5 separate regions of the Mus musculus genome follow, and regions 1, 2, 3 and 4 are each linked to region 5. Evidence: chromatin contacts called from public Hi-C and promoter capture Hi-C data. All regions are on one chromosome and are shown on one strand. Each heading gives the region's core, a stretch centred on a gene start, on an enhancer-like site or on the middle of the called end of the contact. The rest is flanking DNA. Distances are from core to core; before and after follow the strand shown. Region 1 overlaps Nrxn3 (neurexin III). Region 2 holds the start of Gtf2a1 (general transcription factor II A, 1). Region 3 overlaps Tshr (thyroid stimulating hormone receptor). Region 4 holds the start of Tshr (thyroid stimulating hormone receptor). Region 5 holds the start of Dio2 (deiodinase, iodothyronine, type II).

Region 1 (3,566 bases), core at 267-2,766, 920 kb before region 5:
TATGTTGATCCCTGTGAAAGACAAGTGCTTCTTCATTGTACAAACTGTGGAGGAAGGTAGGGCCAAATCATTTCATATGAAATCTAAGTGTCCTTTATAAAATTCATATTTTCATTCTCCCGTGACTCAAAATACCCCTCCACCTTGAGTTTTTTTTTTTTTCCATCTTATGCTTGGTTTCCACAATTTAAATAGCAGCTGTGAAAGTGCTGGGTGGTTTAGCTGGGCAGAGCATAGAAATAGGTACAGTGTACTGGTTTTCATCCCATTAATTTTCATTTCCATACAGGTTTTATATTCTTTTCCAAACCATCCTAAGCAGATGTGGTAGTGGCCTCACTGGTGGCAGAGGAACCAGGGAGTCTTGAATGACACTCTGCCACGAGATCCTTTCAGGGCCTAGCCTCTAAAGTTTGCCCAGCATTAGGCTCACTCTGGGCTCCTCTGCTGAGCACATTATGGCGCTGTGCAGCTGCTCTCTCACCACTTTCTCTCTGCCTTCCTTCTTGAGATCGGGAACACTGAATAATTCAGAGTGTTGGTTGACAGATAAAACGATAAGATTTATACGTCGTTGGCCTTGGTGATGAATTAATTAAATTGGTTTCTCCTCTATCCTCGGCATGCATTGTTTTCTGTCTGTAAAATGTGCTTGCTGGTAAGTGGTGGGCTTGGAGATTTGCCTGCTCTTGAAAGATGGTAGGGGAAGATTATAATATCAGAGGATAAATCTTTTCAGGACTGCTAATGTTATTGCCGCCACCACCAGATAGGGTAGAGGTGGGGGAGGGGGGCTGCACTGTTACAGGCAGAAGAGATGAGAAATGCTTAACAATTGCCTTCAGGGCTGAGAGGAAAAGACTGTTTCTAACTACTAGTTCATAGAATCCAGCAGTGAGACTTTACTCCTCGATATCAAAATTTCAGAGGTACCACATTCTATTCTGTAGTTTAGAGCTGATTTATCAGGATTTCAGATATCTCTGGGACCCTGGATAGCCTTGGAGAGACACACATCTCTGAAGGTAACCCATGAGCTTCCCTTCCATATTTGTTTCCTTCTAGCTCAGCTCTGAAGGCTAAGGGTTGAAGATCAGAATGGAAGCAGGCTTAGTCTCTGGGGAGCTGTCTCTGGTTTACATATGGTCATTTCCCTACTGAGTTGCCATCTTGTCTTTTCTCTGTGTGCACCATCACAGGCAGAATTGCTTCCCCTCAACCTCCTTCTCTAAAGACCCATTCAGCTACATTAGGTCCACCCAACAACTTTGTTGTATTTTTGTCATCTCTTTACAGGCTCTAACTCCAAATGGCAGCATTCTGAGTTCCTGTTGAGTGGAGCTTCCATATACCCATTTTGTGGACACAGTGTAATTTTGACATCTCCAGGGTGGGGACTAGTCATCACTCTACCTGTACTGTGTGTTCAGTGAGTTCAGAGTAGACAAGTAAACCCTAGGTGACACTGACAGCAATTTACCAAATCCTAGGATGGTGCCTCGAAAAGAAAAGTCCTATTTACATAAATGGCGAAAACAAAGACAGCAGGTTTACTCAACTTCTGTTTGCCTTCTTGGCTGAGCTTCTGGGCCTGAGTCCAGACACTGATGTGCATAGGACTAACTCTGTCTGACTGCAGACACAGGCTCTGTGCATAGTCTAATGTGAACATTCCAAGGCTTTCTCAGCCAGACCTGTTGCCCTTCCAAGCTATATCCTCAGACCTCTCCTCACTGACTTCTTTAAGACCTATGGCTAATTTCTTGCCACCCTCCCAACACACACAAACACACACACACACACACACACACACACACACACACACACACACACTGCTAGTGCTTCACTTTTCACCTTTAATTGAGGAAAACAGATTAACTACATACAAATACTACATATTTTGGCAGCAAAAAATACTTTAAAAAGTATCATTTTTAATGATTTTCCAGTTGGATTTTATATGAAACTTATTTCTAGATATAAATGTTATATATATCCTGTCTACTTTATCAGTCAAGAGGCTCTAGTGAAATGACTAAGACAACATATTGTTCATTGTAAAGTTGCTATAAATTGGAAGCAAGGTGTTCAATTCTTTTGGAAAATAATTTTCTTCCCTTCCTCTATCCTTCCTTCCTCCCCTATTCCTCCTCCTCTTCCTCCCTTCTCTCCTCTCCCTTCCTTCTCTCCTTCTAGGTTCCCCCACTTCAGATACTTCTTTTTAAAATGAGCCATGAAAGCATGTGTTAATAAAGGTCTCAATGTTGACTGGTAATGGAGTTCAAATGGATGCTGGGACATTAGGAATGGGTGAGGTAAATCAAGGACAAAATTTAGAGTTGAATGTATTGTGAATCAGCCTTTGTTTCTTTTTTTGCCTGGCTGAGAGGCATGTATCTTTAAACCTCAATAGTTGATAGTATGACTTGTCTGCTTTATGCACAAAATTTCCCAGAAGATTAAATTATATACGTGGTCCACATGACTCACATGGGTGGCACATTTTATAAGAAATACAATAATGTCAGGGCCACCTTCTCTCATGGACCTAGGTTTGCTTGCCCACCCACAGGCAGGTTGAAGATGCTGTATTCCTGCTTTCTCCTTATTTCGCTATGGCAACACTGTTGGCCTCTGAAGAACTACTTCATTTGTGCACTAATTTTGGGGAAAATGTAGATGAGAACACCTCCATAAGCATACAGAAATCAAACTGGGATGTGACCTACAGCTATCCCTTTAGGCAGAGATCCATATTGGATAAGTTCTAACCATAGTTAACAAATTGTAACAAGACATGCAGAAGCTCAGAGATCTTGGATAATAAAAGTGATGAAGGCTCTGAGAAGATTCTGAGGCCAAACATTCCTATGTTTGATATGCATTAGGAGGTAAACTAAAAAAAAAATAATTTGACAAACCTATACTTTAGAGTAGGAAATAACTTTTGTTTTTAGGTCAACTGTCTTCAGATATGGAAAGGGAAAACTTATTTTAATGCTGTTTTTCCTTTGTAATTTTACATTTTAGAGATCCGGGGTCATAGAACAGATACTTTCTAGTCTTGATTTAAAGACAGAGTTCTCATGGGGAGAACACTGTAGAATCGGAGAGTTCATTGCAAGTTTTCTTTCTCGCCAGTTCTGTGAACCTGGCGGCCTGTTTATAGTTGTTCCTTTAACTTCTAACCTTTCCGCAAGGTTCTTGATCTTCTAACTTTTCCTATTCTTTCCTCCTATAGTGGGATGCACTGCTACTGTGATTTAATTCTGTAGCTGGAGGAAACATTCTCTTCTGTTTCATCTCCTCACATTATGGGGGTGCTCCCTCAGTACCACTGGGAGGCAAGCTCTCCCAGTACTATTTATCATGAGCACTGAATGATCTCAGACTCCTGCATCTTTCAGACATGCATCTCACCTGTGTGTTAGACCTGTCTGAATTCCACGGGTATGCCATTGTGCTATAGGCCTATTTTCTTAATTGTCAGATAATTTTGCCAAAGCCACCAGCCAGGTTTTCCCTTTTCCCCTCAGAAAGAGCCAATGTAAAGAGAAGCACACTGT
Region 2 (3,586 bases), core at 118-2,617, 850 kb after region 5:
GTGAAAGGAGCCTAGAAATAAAATGAGCTCCGCACGCCGGCTCCTCTCGCCTCGGGAGCACGCACCTCCCAGCCCCGCGCTCAGCAGCTCTCACTATTTAAAGCCGGATCTGGTGTTTAAATGGAGAGGCGGTGACGTAGGCCTGAAAAGCACCTTCCCATCCTGGCAGAGTCTATATTAGAGAGCGGCAATGGCTCTATATAAACAGGGCAGCCAAAGGGAGGAGGACCACAAGGCGCAGGCACTGAAAAGCAGGGTAAGCGGCCGCAGCCATGATGGATCGACCCGAGTCGCCAACGGTATAGTGTCGGGCAGCCGCAGGCTGCTCTGCGGCGTTTGGGACCGGGCAAAATGAAAAAAAAAAATTTTTTTTAAAAATAAACAAACAAAAAAACAAATATTGTGCTTTATTGTCATAAAAAGAAATCAAGAGATGGGGTGGCCTAGTGATCACATTGCGTTGGTGACTCTTTTAAAAGGTTATTTTTATGTGACTGCTTTTTGCAAACCTACGTGATCGCAAGTAACCAAAAAAAAATTTTTTTTTGCTCCTTTTTAAAAAAGGGAGCAACGGGAAGAAGTAGGCAAATCTCGAGGCGAAAGCGGGGACTCTTGGGCCATTCATGTAGGCTTTGTTTGTTCTGGTGCTTAGGCTAGTCGAAGATACCGCGGGGGTTTTGCTTCCCCTTCGCCATTTTACCCACTGGGGAGGAACCGAGATAAGTGCTTTCCAACCTTCATAATTTTTTTGTCTTTTTTTTTTTCTTTCTTTCTTTCCTTTCGGAGGATTAGTAAAATCGGCCCCAAAGGAGGCTCTCCCAAAGCACCACCTCCGGAGAGCCCCCGAAGGCACGCCCGGCCTCGGCGGTATCCGAGAGGCTTCCCCAGACGCGGGGCTCGACCCGCAGCCGCTCGCTCGGGGACTGGCCGGGTCCGGGTCCCCGCGTGGGGCCATCGCCCGCCCGTCCGCGCCCCGGGGTCGGCAAGCCAGGGCCCCAACGGCCTGCGTGGCCCGCCCCGCGGCGCTCCCGGCCCCCGCCGCCCTCCTCCCGCCAGTCCTCGGCGTCCCCCCCGCCCGGCCAGGCCCGCGGCGGGCAGCGGCGGCGGTGGAGGGCGGAGGGGACCCGGTCGGGAGCGCCGCCTCGCCCGGGCCCGCCCCCGCCCGCCCGCCCGTCCGTCCGTCCGTCCCAGCCAGCCGTTGCCTGCCGCCGGAACCTTCGCAGCCCCCGCCGGCCACCGCACCACGTCCTTACCACGGTGTTTGTGTTTGCCGAGTTCGCCATTTCCACACACAACACAAACAAGAGGGAACGAGATAGAAAGAAAGGAAAAAAAAATTTAAAAAAAAAAAAAAAAAGAAAAAAAAAAAAAAACAACTGAGACCCGGAGGGTGACCCAAGTCACCCGCCAAGAGTGGGGCAAAAAAAAAAAAATCTCTCAACAAAACCGATCCAGAAGGAGTAAGAGGCGGGAGAGCAGGAGGAGGGGGGCACTCCTCCCGCAGCTAAAAACCTCGAGAATCGCCTAAAGAAAAAAGAAAAAATGGGGGAAAAAATTAGCCACGACCCCTTAGGGGGTTAGGGGGCGTCACCCGCTCCCCACTCGGCGCCGAGGAGGGAAACCAACACCGGTCACCGCTCCCCGCGCCACCGCTGCCGCCACCGGCTGCAGCTCCAGCCGTCCGGTCCGCCTGCTTCTCCCCTTTATATAGCGAGCCAACGAGCTGCGCGAGCCGCCGCCGCCGCCGCCGCCGAGAGACAGGGCGGAGGGAGGGAGGGGCGGAAAGGGCGGGGGCAGCGGGGGGCGGGGCCGAGCGCGAGACACCGCGAGAACCGCGTGCGCACGCGCGCCCGGGGCGTCGCCAGGTTTCTTTTCCCCCCCCTCCCCCCCGCCCCGGCTGGGTGGCCGGGTGGGCGGGGCCGCGGGCCTGGAGTAAAGAAGGCGCGCGCCGCGGCCTTTTCCCCACCCCCCTATGGCTCGCGCGATCACGTGGTCCGCACCCTGGCGGAAGCGGTCCGTGGCGGTGGTGGTGGCGACCGGTTGGACCGGGAGGCGTCCTCCGGAGGAGGCTGGGGTATTGAGGGAAGCCAGCGATCAAGGGTACCTAGCGCTGCGTCGGGTGGACGCGCAGCCGCTCCGGTGGAGCGGAGGAGTGGGAGTAGCCGCCGAAGCGATAGGCTTCCCCGGAGGATGGCTGCGGAGGGACGGCGGGTCACGTGGCGCGGCTTCCGGCTCCCGCGCGCTGGGGCTTGGGACAGTTTTTAAATGCGGAGTCATCTTTTGATTCGTGAGCTTAGGTCGGATGAGGAGGAAGTTCGCGCCTCTTGCAAAGGACAGACCTCGTGAAGTTGTGTATAAGTCCAAAGGCTAGGAAAGCTTTGTTCTCCCTCTGTCTACTTTACAGAATTAGGGACGCCTGTAGGTGTTTCCAGCCGTTTGTCTGTACAAAATTAAACTATTAGGTGGTTTGGCTAAAATGCCCCAAAGAGTCAGCCTCTACCAACTCAAAAGTACTTTAGATGACTTCTTAGGGTGGTAGAAATGACGAAAAAAGAAAAGGAACTCGGATACAACTACTACATATTTGACTCCCTGACATACATTACTGCTCTGTTTTTAATGTTACCAGAGTGCTGTGATTTGCACACTGGCCAGCACACAGTGACTAACCACATCTGAAACCCATGCCGTTGACTCATCAACTTGCCTGGCCTGTCCCAAGAGATCAGGCAGAGTCTGTTGGTATCTTGGAGTGCAATTCATCGGGAGTTTGACCTGGGACGTGCAAGCAAATTCTGCCTTTGTATCAATATTTTACGGAACAGATTCCTGTTTGGTAGGCAGAATTTAACAACTGCCACTTTCCCTGGTCCTAGGAATATGGGGACAAAATGTAATGTGGACGTGGGCATTTTATGTTCAAAAAGCAATCAGACAATGTCATTCTATGCCAGTGAAGCCAGATAAGTGAAATATCAAAGACTAGAAGAGCATGGAAAGACTACAGATTGTTTCCTATGACCTCAGGGAAGGGGATTAGCGAAGACTGGGACCATGCATACTAAGAAGCTGGACATAAACCTTCTCTTGAGAGAATTTTTTTTTCACCTCAGGGTTTCTCTGGCTTTCCTGTAACTCAGAGAACTGCCTGCCTCTACTTTCCCAGTGCTGGGATCAAAGGCATGCCACCACACTTGACTCTAGGATTTCTTCAACATTAGCTCCATTCTCTCCTTTAATTTCTTTTTTTTTTTTTTTCTTTTTCTCTTTTTTTGTTTGTTTGAGACAGGGTCTACAAGTTCCAGGACTACACAGAATCCTTGTAGTCCTAGCTGGCCTTGAACTCACAGAGATCCACCTTCCTCTGCTCTTTGAGTGCTGGCATTAAAGGCAAGTGCCACAGTACATTTGGCCACTAAATAGTGGCTCAACAGTTCCCTGCAAGGTGTGTCTGGTCTGGAGCACTAGAAAATAATTCACAGGACATAAGTATTTGAAATTGTGATCCAATCAACACTTTGAACATTTTGGGTTTTTTTTAAATATTAAGGTTACCGTTATCATGAAAAACCGGGAGGCCCATTCC
Region 3 (3,440 bases), core at 285-2,784, 780 kb after region 5:
TTGTTTTGCATCAAGCCAGAGTCATTCGCTAGCGTTTAAATTGCCTATACTGTGCTGCGAGTCAATGTAAGTGTGTAAATTGGGGTCGTTTATAATAAAGATGTATGTACTTCGTTTCATTTTAGATAATTTTATTCTCTAAAAAAGCTATGGGGAAGGGAAGGGCCAATTTTAAAATCCTTGGGTGCTTTTGTTCATTGGGAGGAAATTTTATTTCAAACACACATTGTGACTTAAATTGCATAAGAAATATTCTTCTTTCAAATAGCCAGTGTGCTGTACAAGAGAAAGGATCGACATACACATCACTTTTCAGGAAAGATGCTCACTGTAATTTTATTTACATAAGTATCCCTATGCCAGAACTGGTATTGTTGGATAAAATGCATGCCGTTTAACTAAATTTGAATTTCAAATAAGCAACAGCTAATTTTGGTAGGAAACTTTGTGCTTGAAAATTATTCACTATTTATCTGTAAATTGAATTAAAGTAGCATCATGCATTTTAATTTGCTAAATCTGGCAACTCTGCTCAAAGAAAAGAACCATCCCTACCGCCCACCACCACCCTTACCATCTCCACCCCAGCTCTTAGTTAAAGTCTAGCTTCAGAGATAGATGGGGATAATAGTCAATCTTAAGAAGCAAAATCTGAGTCAGGGTAGAGAAAACAATTGCCAGGAAATAGGAAATCTAGCCAGCTTTGATAAAATGTGGATATGCAAATTAGACCCGAAACATAGTTCATTTTCAAAGATTCCTGTCACAATGAAACTTTGCCTTCCCGACACATGGAACGGTGCTTAAGCCAGGAGAGTGCAAGGTATCGTCAAAATTAATGTGACCTTGGTTACATCTTATCTTGATATTTATTCTAATGTTATGTGACAGCTTAAGTTTGTCTAACTCATTTTCTCTCTCTCTCTCTCTCTCTCTCTCTCTCTCTCTCTCTCTCTCTCTCTCCCTCTCTCTCTCTCTCTCTCTCTCTCTCTCTCTCTCTCTCTCTCTCTCTCTCTCTCTCTCTTTCTCTCACCTATTCTGTCTAGTTACCTAAACAAGAATAAATACCTGACAGCTATAGACAACGATGCCTTTGGAGGAGTATACAGTGGACCAACTTTGCTGTGAGTAAGACAAATCAATGGCTAGTAGCTTTTTATTATTTTTCTGAAATGAAAGAGGTGTGAAGAGAGGTGATGCCATTACCTCTCTTAGCATTTCTACACAATGACCTTGAAGGCCACTCTTGTAAAAGAAAACATATACATAGGGGGCTGGCTTACAGTTCAAAGGTTTAGTCTGTTATCATCATGACAGGAAGCGTGTGTGTGTGTGTGTGTGTGTGTGTGTGTGTGTGTGTGTGTGTGTACCGAGTTCAAATGAATAGGAATGGGAGGAGTCTGGGAATTAGCATTGGTTTTGGTATGTGTCAATAGGAAGCCAGATGCTAGAGGAAGGGGAAATAAGGGAGTGACTCTTCCTGGCAGACAGAAAGTCTTTCACGGATTCCTGAGGAAGTATTCACCAGCAATCCTATAGTCCAGTGTGGGCTGAACCAAGACTGTCATTTCTAGACCTAACAGTAACAATCCAGGAGTGGTTCCATGCAGACCTGTCACCCAGCATTGAGAGAGGCGAGGACAAAAGGATTGATAGGTTATTTCTCCTCCTCCAGGGAGGTGAGCCAATTCAAACCAGATTAGAATATATTAAAGGCAGGTTTATTGGGAAGCTGTTCTCGGGCAAGTTAGCTGGCCCTAAGGACCAGGGAAGTCACCATGGGGAAAGGGGGAGATGGGAGGCAAAAGAAAGAGAGAAAGGGCAAGCTCAAAGAGAGAAGGACAAGAGAAGAGAGAGAGCAAAATGTCTGGATTATATAGGGAGAAGTCTCTGGGGGAAGGACAGCCAAGCGCCTGGGCTGGAAAGTTCAGAATTGGGGGCAGGGTATGCCAGGTAGGGACTGAGGGATGCTGGGAGAACCTGGAGGCCAGGTCTGCTTTGATATGTAAATGCACCTCAGTCCCTTGTCCCAGATCCAAAATCAAACAAGGACCACAGGGGCTTGCTTACTGGTTTTGAGTCTAAATGGGGAAAAAAAAAGCATGAGCTCCAAATTCTGGGAGAGACCCTGCCTCAAAGCAACAAGGCAGCGCGAGGGAAAGGAAGCCGCCTGATGCCCTCTTCTGGTCTCTGAGTACAGAGCTACACGTACCCATATGTACCATACACATAAACACACATGTACCCAACACAAGCCACACTTATACAAATATACACACATGCACATACCTACGCAAAGTAAAAAGATAAATTAGGGGTAGAGAGATGGCTCAGCAGTTACGATCACTTGTTGCTAGGACCTAGGTTCAGTTCTCAGTACCTATCTAGAACTCGGTCAGCACCGAACTGATAGCTTCTTGACTTATGAAGGTACAAGGCACACATATGCTCTACATACATAGATGCAGGCAAAATGCCCATAAACATAGAACAAAATAAATAAATCTTATTTTAAATTTCCAATTAAAATAATAGTACTGAACGGGAAAAAAAATGAAATAAAAGGAGGACATGGCTACTCCTAAGTATGAAGATTTTTATTATGGATATAAGGGAGAAGCAGGCAGAGGGAAGAGTCCAGGCTAAACGCGACCAGCAGACTATGTGCACCATGAGAGGAGAGAGAGAGGGAGAGGGAGAGAAGAGCCACCAGCCAAGAGAGGCAGGCAACGAGAGCGTAGTAGGCAACATGGCCCCGGGAGGGAGAGGTTTAGGGTAGTGGGCAGGGTGAGGAGTGATGTGTTTTATAAAACTCTGTATGATGCAGCAGGACGGGTGCCTTAGGGGCCTATAACAAAGCACACACACACCCCCATCCCACCCCAGGTATCAGCCATAAGATGGGTCTAACATAATTTTGTGGGGGACCTAGAGAGGATTCTGGGTAAGGAAGTAGAGGCAGAGAAAGAAAGGAAACAGAGAAGACAGAGAGACGGACGGAGACACAGAGAGAGCAGCAGGGAACACCTGAGGAGGGGGGGAAGGAGAGGGGAGGAAAAAAGAGGAGAGGGGAGGGAAGGGGAGGCCCAGTTGCTAGGTAACTGTTGGGCAGAACCTAGAGGAAATGCTAACAAGGAGTCCTGGGAGGAGCCACTGTTACTGAGTGGTCCTGGGAGGAGCCTCAGGTCCTGGGTTCAAAAGCTAACAAGTACCAATCATTATATTAACAAAAATTTAATTAAATCAAATAAAATATAGGCGGACAGTTAAAGAAATCGCCAGCACTTGGAAGTTCAGTAAGAGAAAAAACAAAAAACAAAAACAAAAAACAGTATCATTTCTCAAATGAGAAGCATAGAAGTTCATAAATTGTGTATGCATGACCTGTAATGTCTCTGTAATTTTTCTCTTGAACCTGTTGTATCAAATTTTTCATTTTT
Region 4 (3,815 bases), core at 1,042-3,541, 660 kb after region 5:
GAGTTCAGGACAGCCAGGGCTATACAGAGAAACCCTGTCTCGAAAAAAAAGAAAGAGAGAGAGAGAGAGAGAGAGAGAGAGAGAGAGAGAGAGAGAGAGAGAGAGAAAGAAAGGAAGGAAGGAAGGAAGGAAGGAAAAAAGAAAAAAAGAAAGAAAGAACAGAATGAAGACACAAAAATGGGAATGTTGGGTATGAATGAGTCGACATTAGAACCAATTACACATGTTTGTATACATGTATAGAGAGAACACTGTAAAAAAAAATAACTTTATGGCAATGGAGTCAGGAACAGATAACAAATCCTTTATAACCTAGAAGCTACCCAAGCTGCCTCAAAGAGAATATTATCTTTAGAAGTTCAGTTTGTAGTGGAAAACTCAGTGCTCAAGTGTTTTTAATGTAATTCTATCAGATAAGCGCAATGTATACAAACCCTAATAGAAATGTAGAAAAGAGAAGATATCTCTCAATTCACTCCGTGATGAAAGAATCAATTACTGAGAACAAAATATACAAAAGATAAAGAGCAACAGGCCACTTTGCCTTAGGCACATCTACACAAAACCCTCAAATAGAATTTCAGTAAAGAAATGTATTGCTGCAAGAATACATTCAGAAAAGTCGAAGGGTGTTTATCCCTGGATTTAAGATGGGCTTAACATTCAAAATGCAAGCACTATAGCTCTCCACATTTACAAGTTGCTATGTGTGCAGCAGAGAGGAGACTGTAAACAATCTCATTTTCCAGGAAAAGTCTCTGGGTGTCTGTTTGTAGTCATCCTCCTTCTCAAGACTTCAGTCCTTTGGAGCCTCATAGAGCCTATGGTGGCCTACAAGTTGCTATGTAGCCAAGTACCTTGATCCTCCTGCCTCTGACTCCCACAGCTGGGATTGCAGAAGTATCCCACCACACCAAGTTTACACTTGGCTAGGTTTGGAGCCTTGAACATGGTAGGCAAGCACTCTACCAACTGAGCTTTATCCCCAGCCCTGGCTTTACTTCCACCGAAAATACCACATAATGTCATGTATAGGAATGATCACACATAAGTACATAATGCTGTGAATTTAGTTCCTTGTGCTTGCCAGTCGTGTTCTAGATTTGTACATGTCATGTAAACTAGAGCTCGATTCATTTTCTATGAAATATTGTTTGTGCATTCACAGTTTTCTTGAAGGACACGTGGGGTTGTTTACACTTTGGGGTGACAATAAAGTTTCTATAAACATGGGGATGTGTATATCTTAAAGGTACAGTTCAATAAATCTTAATATTTACCTGCCCTTAACCTCCATCCTGTATTTTTAGAGCCTTCTCTCTTCATGTTTCTTCTGATTTCCACCACCACACCTTTCCCTCCTGCTCTGGAGTTACCTGTAAAAGAAGCCGTGTGGCATGTGAGGAGTTAGTATTCCTTTTGCTCCTAGAGGAACGAGCAAGCAGTTATACTTCCAAGAAGAAAATTGACACAATCTAGTTTACATTTGTAGCTAATATTCTTGGTGGGTGTGAGAAGAGCAAGGTGGCACTTAAGTGTTCTCTTCATTCTGGATTTCTGGAGAGGGTGGATGAGAATGAAAAGTGTCTAGGATTCTAAGCAGATTCGTAAAACCAGACTGTTACCGTGCAGGCAAGGGAACCTGTGTGCGCAGTTCCCAGTTATCTACAGCAGATGGCCCCAGAGCCCAGCGCCTGACTTCACGGAGCTGCTGGGTTTGGTGAGAGCAGCATCTCCAGACGTTTAGTGGCGCCTCCAAGCTGGACCGTGGCTGTTCCAGCTAGACAGCATGGAGGATTGTCTCGCCCGGAGTGACTCGTCCCCCTTCAGCTGCACTCTAAGCTGTCACGGGTTGTGCTGACTGCTCCGGAGACTTTTAACCTGGAGAAGCCGAAGTTCCACGGGACACTAGAGAGTCCCACAACAGTCCCCTCCGTGGAGACATTAGACGGAGCCCATTTGGGTGGGTCCCCGGTCGGCACAGCTCTTAAAGGCTGCTCAGTCGGGAAATGTAGCTTCAGGAGTTCGGAGACCAGGAGAGACGAAAGCGTGTCTAGACTTAAGAAAGAACTAATAGGTGACAGGGAGGGAACGACACAGGGACCGAGGTTGGGTGTCTCGGAACAGAAGGCGCTGCGAGGCTGATGAAGTGCCGCAAGCAGGCTTGTTTGGATGGAGAGTTGCCTAGGCAAGCGGAGCACTTGAGAGCCTCTCCTTCCCCCTCTCCAGCGTGCTCTCCAGCGATGAGGTCACAGCCCCTCGGAGCCCTCCTCCTCCCTCCCTTCCCCTCCTGCACCCGGGTCTCTTCCAGCGTCAGACGCAGGGCACTGAGAATGTGGCGACAGCGCGCAACGATGAAGTAGCCCAGAGGGTCCCTTGGAAAATGAGGCCAGGGTCCCTGCTGCTGCTTGTTCTGCTGCTCGCCCTGTCCAGGAGCCTGCGGGGCAAAGAGTGTGCGTCTCCACCCTGTGAGTGTCACCAGGAGGACGACTTCAGAGTCACCTGCAAGGAGCTCCACCGAATCCCCAGCCTGCCGCCCAGCACCCAGACTCTGTGAGTAGCCAAGGCCAAGACCCCCCCCCCCCGAGAAATTCGTGGTGTGTGTTGGGGTGTGCGCGGATATCTGGTCAGTCCCTGTACAAATTCAATCCCCCATGCTCGGGAAGGTCAGCTATGCTGCTGACACGGGGGACAGAATCCCTAATAAAACTTTGGTTCAAGATACCTGGGAGTTGTGCTTAATAAAAAGTTACAAGTAGTCTGTCTACATTGTGCCAACTCCTAGTGCCCGCTGGATTCTAGTTTCACATCAAGTAATAGTTAGACACACACACAACCTTAAGAATTAACTTTTAAAACTTATCTTAGAAAATACAATTGCTTCTCTTCCCAAATTCCCCTGTAAGTATCCCTAGATGAGAAATTACCTTGGCCATTTGACTTATCAAATAATTGTTAAAAGCTTGATCAGAGACGGCATAGTGGCTCTCGACTTTAATCCCAGCAGTCAAGAGACTTTCTGTGAATTTCTGTGAGTTCCAGTCCAGCTTGGTCAGCATAGTGAGTTCCAAGGTAGCCAGGGCTATGTAGACAGACTCTGTCTATAAGAAGGAAACAAAACAAAACAAAACAAAACATAATCGGGAGCCTATTAGAAATGAATCCTTGGACTTGTCAGAACCAAGAAGGGTTTCAAAAAAGGGGGAGGGTTCCCCTCCCATTCCATCTGATCTCTCCTTTATTCTGAACTAGTCTCCTGAATGTGTGTGTCCCAAAGGGGTTTAACTAGATTGCTTACAGGAGCATACATGAGGGGGTTATAGGAGCCTGAGCAGTTACCAGTGGTGAAACCACATAAAGAAAATGTCTCTCCCTCCCAAGGAACCAAGGAAACATCAACATCTGTTAAATCTTCAGGTAGGGGTGGGGGCCTTCTGAGCCCTTACCCACTTTATGGCAGTATGCTAAAGGGTTTAAACGTACTCAGGTCATGGGCAGGCAATCACAGCTTCTATTGGCTCACAGCCATGTCATGTCAAGACAGTGTTCTGCCATCTCCACCCCATCCTCATTTAGAGTTTTTGAAGAGACCTCTGGTTTATAACGCAAATCCTTGAGTTAGCCTCACTTTGCAGCATCCATCAGGATGCTAAACATCCTGGGCTGGCTGTTTGATATGTTGCTAACATGCTGAGGGTGTTTCTTCCTTAGCATGATCTACCTGTGTACTATGGTAGTGAGAGTGAAGTCGATCTCCTCTCTCTACACTGCCGATACAATGCTTCTGTGGTCTTATGGATGGGAAGGAGAGACAG
Region 5 (3,580 bases), core at 611-3,110:
ATATGGTTTGAAAATGTTCCTCTAAACATGTCCTGGCAGCAGAAAGGCTGGAATACCGGAAGTTTTCGCATCCATGCATCAATCACTCACCCCAGTGTTTCAAAAGCTGATGGGAATACACTGTCCCCAGGTAAGGGAGGTCACCTCTCTAATGTCCAAGGCCTGACATAGGAATGCATTATAGACCCATCACTTCTTTGTATGGGAATTTATTTGTAGATTCGGTCTCACACACAAAGTCTGGGTTTCTGACAACCTATCCCTAGATCTTTCTTTTGCAAACTGACACTTAGTAACGAGGAGTCCACACATTCCAACTAAGTAGGTGGTCATGCTCAGCTTGCTTTCATTTGTTCTTAACTCCCTAAGAAATGGAGGGGCTATAGTGAGGTCACAGCCATCGTCATCATCATTATCATCATCACCACCACCACCATCATCCTCATCCAACTCTGACCATTTCAGCAGAAAGAAAACACTATTCAAACCTTCTCCTACATATCACACATGTAAAGCAAAGCAGCAGAAACCAGCTCATATCAAGGGCAGAACAAATACAGCAAGTTCCAAGCCCCCCTCCCAGAACTCTGATTTTACCTACAGTTATTTTATACCAGCACAAACCCCTTCAACTGCCAATTCAGTGCAAAGTAACAGCAGCCCTCATTAAAGACTCCTACTGAAGTCACCAAGAGTCCCCGTGGCTCCGTGTCTGTCACTCCCAAATCTAACCTGTGCAACAGGTGTCCCAAGTGGCACTGAGACTCCGTGGAACATAGTCACTGGAGAGGACACCCCAAGTAGGACTCCCCAGAGCCAGCAGCCCCACACCTTCCACACCCCTAGCCCTTGCGACCCAGGAGAAGCTCAGTGGCTGCAGCTCACCTGTTTGTAGGCATCTAGGAGGAAGCTGTTCCAGACACAGCGCAGCCCTTCTGAGGTCAGCATGCGCCTCCACTCTCCGCGAGTGGACTTGGAGCGGCTCAGAAGCAACGCCACGTGCTTGAGCAGAATGACCGAGTCATAGAGCGCCAGGAAGAGGCAGTTGGAGAAAAAGACTGGCAGGATCTGCAGGGTGATCAGCAAGTCTACGCTGAGGAGTCCCATCTTCTCTGCCTCCTCGGTCAGTCTCCTGGGCACTCTGCTTCCCCAGTCACCTTCTTTTTGCAAAGGAAGGTGGTGGTAGAGAAGTGGGGGACCAAGGGGAAGGTTGGGAGGGGGGTGAGGGAGAGGGAGAAAAGCTAAATTAGAAGAAATCCCAACTTGTCTCTTCTTTGAAAGAAGCAGAAATGGAAAGACCAGGTTCAGGCTCTGCAGCCCAGCAGTTGGAGTGTACCCATCAATTCATTCAATTCCGAGATGCATTTTTTTCCAGGATTTAAGATGGTTTAAAAAAAAAAAAAAGGCACCACCACCAGCAACAACAACAACAAAAACCCTGGCGTGCCAGTCCCTAATCCAGTTTACCCCTGTCAGAGTCCGTTAAAGACAGGAAGTTCTACTTTCATTTCCAGGCACCTATGAGACTGCAGAGATGGTAAAAATTTTCTTTTAGCTTTTCATGTTCCTTTAAACGCTGTCTGGCTTCTTGCACTGCCAATTTCTTAACTGTGCTGTAAGGGTAGGGGTTGTTTGGTTTGTTTGGGGTTTTTTTCTTTCTTTCTTTCTTTTTTTCTTTCTTTCTTTCGCTCTGTCTTTACTCCGTTGTAAACATACTTTCTGTTCTCCTCCTCCCAGCCTGTCTCCCTCTGCCTGTCCTTTCTCCAGGTTCTCCAGGAGCGGCTGTCCTCTGCCCCCTCCCTCTGGCGTTTCCCTCTTTGCTATCTTCTGCCTCCGCTGGCTGCAGAGTGCCTCTCTCTGCAGCTAGTGAGTCTCCCTGAAGCCTTTTATACATTCCCTGGCTAATTGCTGCAATAGAGAAATGAAAGCCTAATCTTGCTAAAGATCTTGACGTCATTGAGAAAGAGGGCTTACTTTGGCCAGGAGTGCAGTGAGCAGAAAGGCAAAACTCTACAACTTTTTTAAAAGGAGAGGTGGGGGAGACAGAAGGATTTTGCTTTGTGCTTTAAAGGGAGAGAAAGAAAAAACGATGTTACCTTTGACAAGTCTCAAGAAATGCTTCCAAACTTAAAGAAAAGTAATTTGTAGACTAATATGTTAACACTTTCCTCTGATTATCATTTTTATTAACTTAGGAATTTTGGCAAGAAAGCTTCCTGGCAGGCAGGTAGAAAAGCGAAAGCGTGAACATGGGTGCTCTCTGCTCCATTAAAAAGAAAAAATAAAGCTATTAATGCTCCCGTGTGGGCGTTACACCTTTACACAGGATTGGTTTTTTTCTCACCCGATCTCATTCCTGGGTGTTATGAATATATTTTCAGTAATGATCTTATCAGAGGGAATAGAAAGTGAATTTTGAGTTGGAAATTTTATAAACTATTTGAGACCACCATGGTATATCTTTAAAGATTATTCCCAAACTGAATTCAAGTATTATTTTTGGTTTTACTAAAGCTTCGATATTACAACAACAACAACAATAACAACTAACCTTCCAGCCATGGAAGGAGCTGCTGAGTGACCAACTCTTTCAGTGTCATTTCCCTACAACACTGATAAAATACTATTTCCATTCATTGGCATTTAGATCCCAGGAGACTGAGAAATTGATTATTTATGAGAATCTCTTAAATTCAGCCTTTAATAGTCCAGAAGCTTTAGGGAGCCATTTAGTTTGCTTGGAGGAGAAGATTAAAAGAAAGTAAAAAGGCTATAGGTAGTTAGGGGCTATATAGGTAGTAAGGGGCTATATAGATGGTAGGGGTTGTAAGTGGCTAGGGGCTGTAAGTGGTTAGGAATAGAAACAAACCAAGAATTAACACCAGGTGCCCCTTGGGCCTCAGTGGACTCTCTTGCCTTTTAGTTCCCAGGACAGTTATTTAAACAGATAGAACCTGGCAGTGAGTTTCCACCCCTACCTCCTTCTACGTTTCCTCCCTCTCTTACCTAACAGATCACTTCTAGGAGTGACATTTTTCTGAGAGTAGTAGTGACAATTATAGACACTGGAGTGGAAACATAAATTGAAATTGAAAGTCAATTTGTTGAGTTTTCTATGTTCACAGAGCTCCTGTCAAGCTCGAGCTGAACAGTAGATGCAAACAGGTGGTCAGTCCCTTGAGCTTCTATATCTTGCCCCCGGTCTCCAACTCTGTATTGACAGGACTGTAAAGCCTAAACAGAGGTCATTCTTTGTAGAGAGCATGGGCTAAAATCTGCATATGGATGTATTTTGTTCAGCTGGTAATATGGTTCTGAAAAATAGTCCCAAGGAGAGAGTAAGCTCTATGTGACCCACAACTCTTGTCTTCTCTACACATTGCCATCTCCCGAGCACATAAGAATCCTGGTTGGGACATGTTCAGCTCAGTGGTGTTCTGAATGAATGAATACCTAGGGCATATAGAGGGCTCAGCTCTGCTTCACACTAGGGGGCGCCATTCACATACAACATAACATGGTAGAGAGGTGCCCTGGAATTCTAAAATGAGGTAGCTTTTTGCATGGCTGCTCCCCAAAG

The links. Promoter capture Hi-C pulls out the DNA fragments that hold promoters and counts their contacts. Hi-C and Micro-C count contacts between places; a contact is called where the count stands out from the background.
Region 1: a Hi-C map of cerebellum shows a contact between it and region 5, with 4 times the contacts expected there. The contact joins the enhancer-like site here to the promoter of Dio2 in region 5. A contact is called at or near these places in 3 of 39 promoter capture datasets (the 3T3-L1 cell line, cranial neural crest and hippocampal neurons), 5 of 484 Hi-C or Micro-C datasets (cerebellum, cerebral cortex, myocytes and 1 more) and 1 of 115 datasets of contacts at active chromatin or transcription factors (astrocytes).
Region 2: a promoter capture Hi-C map of pre-B cells shows a contact between it and region 5. The contact joins the promoter of Gtf2a1 here to the promoter of Dio2 in region 5. A contact is called at or near these places in 4 of 39 promoter capture datasets (the C10 cell line, the HPC-7 cell line and pre-B cells) and 2 of 115 datasets of contacts at active chromatin or transcription factors (astrocytes and large pre-B cells).
Region 3: a contact with region 5 is called in a promoter capture Hi-C map of trophoblast stem cells, with 5 times the contacts expected there. The contact joins the enhancer-like site here to the promoter of Dio2 in region 5. A contact is called at or near these places in 3 of 39 promoter capture datasets (the HPC-7 cell line, hippocampal neurons and trophoblast stem cells).
Region 4: a promoter capture Hi-C map of pre-B cells shows a contact between it and region 5. The contact joins the promoter of Tshr here to the promoter of Dio2 in region 5. A contact is called at or near these places in 9 of 39 promoter capture datasets (the 3T3-L1 cell line, the C10 cell line, the HPC-7 cell line and 4 more), 1 of 484 Hi-C or Micro-C datasets (embryonic stem cells) and 7 of 115 datasets of contacts at active chromatin or transcription factors (acute myeloid leukemia, astrocytes, embryonic stem cells and 3 more).

What each region holds. Positions count from the first base shown.
Region 1 is chr12:89,816,800-89,820,365 of GRCm38.p6, forward strand. The region is part of intron 14 of Nrxn3 (neurexin III); the gene reads left to right. Among named protein-coding and RNA genes, the nearest start is that of Gm40538, 590 kb to the right of the region's middle. Within about 2 kb of position 1,517, at least 7 of the 459 cell types and tissues checked have an H3K27ac peak or open chromatin away from gene starts, as enhancers often do. A contact at or near this core is called in cerebellum, where this site is marked.
Region 2 is chr12:91,588,282-91,591,867 of GRCm38.p6, forward strand. It overlaps Gtf2a1 (general transcription factor II A, 1), which reads right to left and starts at 1,368. Exons shown (of 9, transcript NM_031391.2): 1 at 1,254-1,368. The coding sequence starts at 1,283.
Region 3 is chr12:91,518,222-91,521,661 of GRCm38.p6, forward strand. Tshr (thyroid stimulating hormone receptor) reads left to right here. Exons shown (of 10, transcript NM_011648.5): 8 at 1,047-1,124. Among named protein-coding and RNA genes, the nearest start is that of Gm40541, 17 kb to the right of the region's middle. Within about 2 kb of position 1,535, at least 4 of the 459 cell types and tissues checked have an H3K27ac peak or open chromatin away from gene starts, as enhancers often do. A contact at or near this core is called in trophoblast stem cells, where this site is marked.
Region 4 is chr12:91,398,702-91,402,516 of GRCm38.p6, forward strand. It overlaps Tshr (thyroid stimulating hormone receptor), which reads left to right and starts at 2,292. Exons shown (of 10, transcript NM_011648.5): 1 at 2,292-2,553. The coding sequence starts at 2,384.
Region 5 is chr12:90,737,178-90,740,757 of GRCm38.p6, forward strand. It overlaps Dio2 (deiodinase, iodothyronine, type II), which reads right to left and starts at 1,861. Exons shown (of 2, transcript NM_010050.4): 1 at 886-1,861. The coding sequence starts at 1,107. Gm26512 (a long non-coding RNA gene) reads left to right here and starts at 1,030. Exons shown (of 5, transcript XR_872906.2): 1 at 1,030-1,123.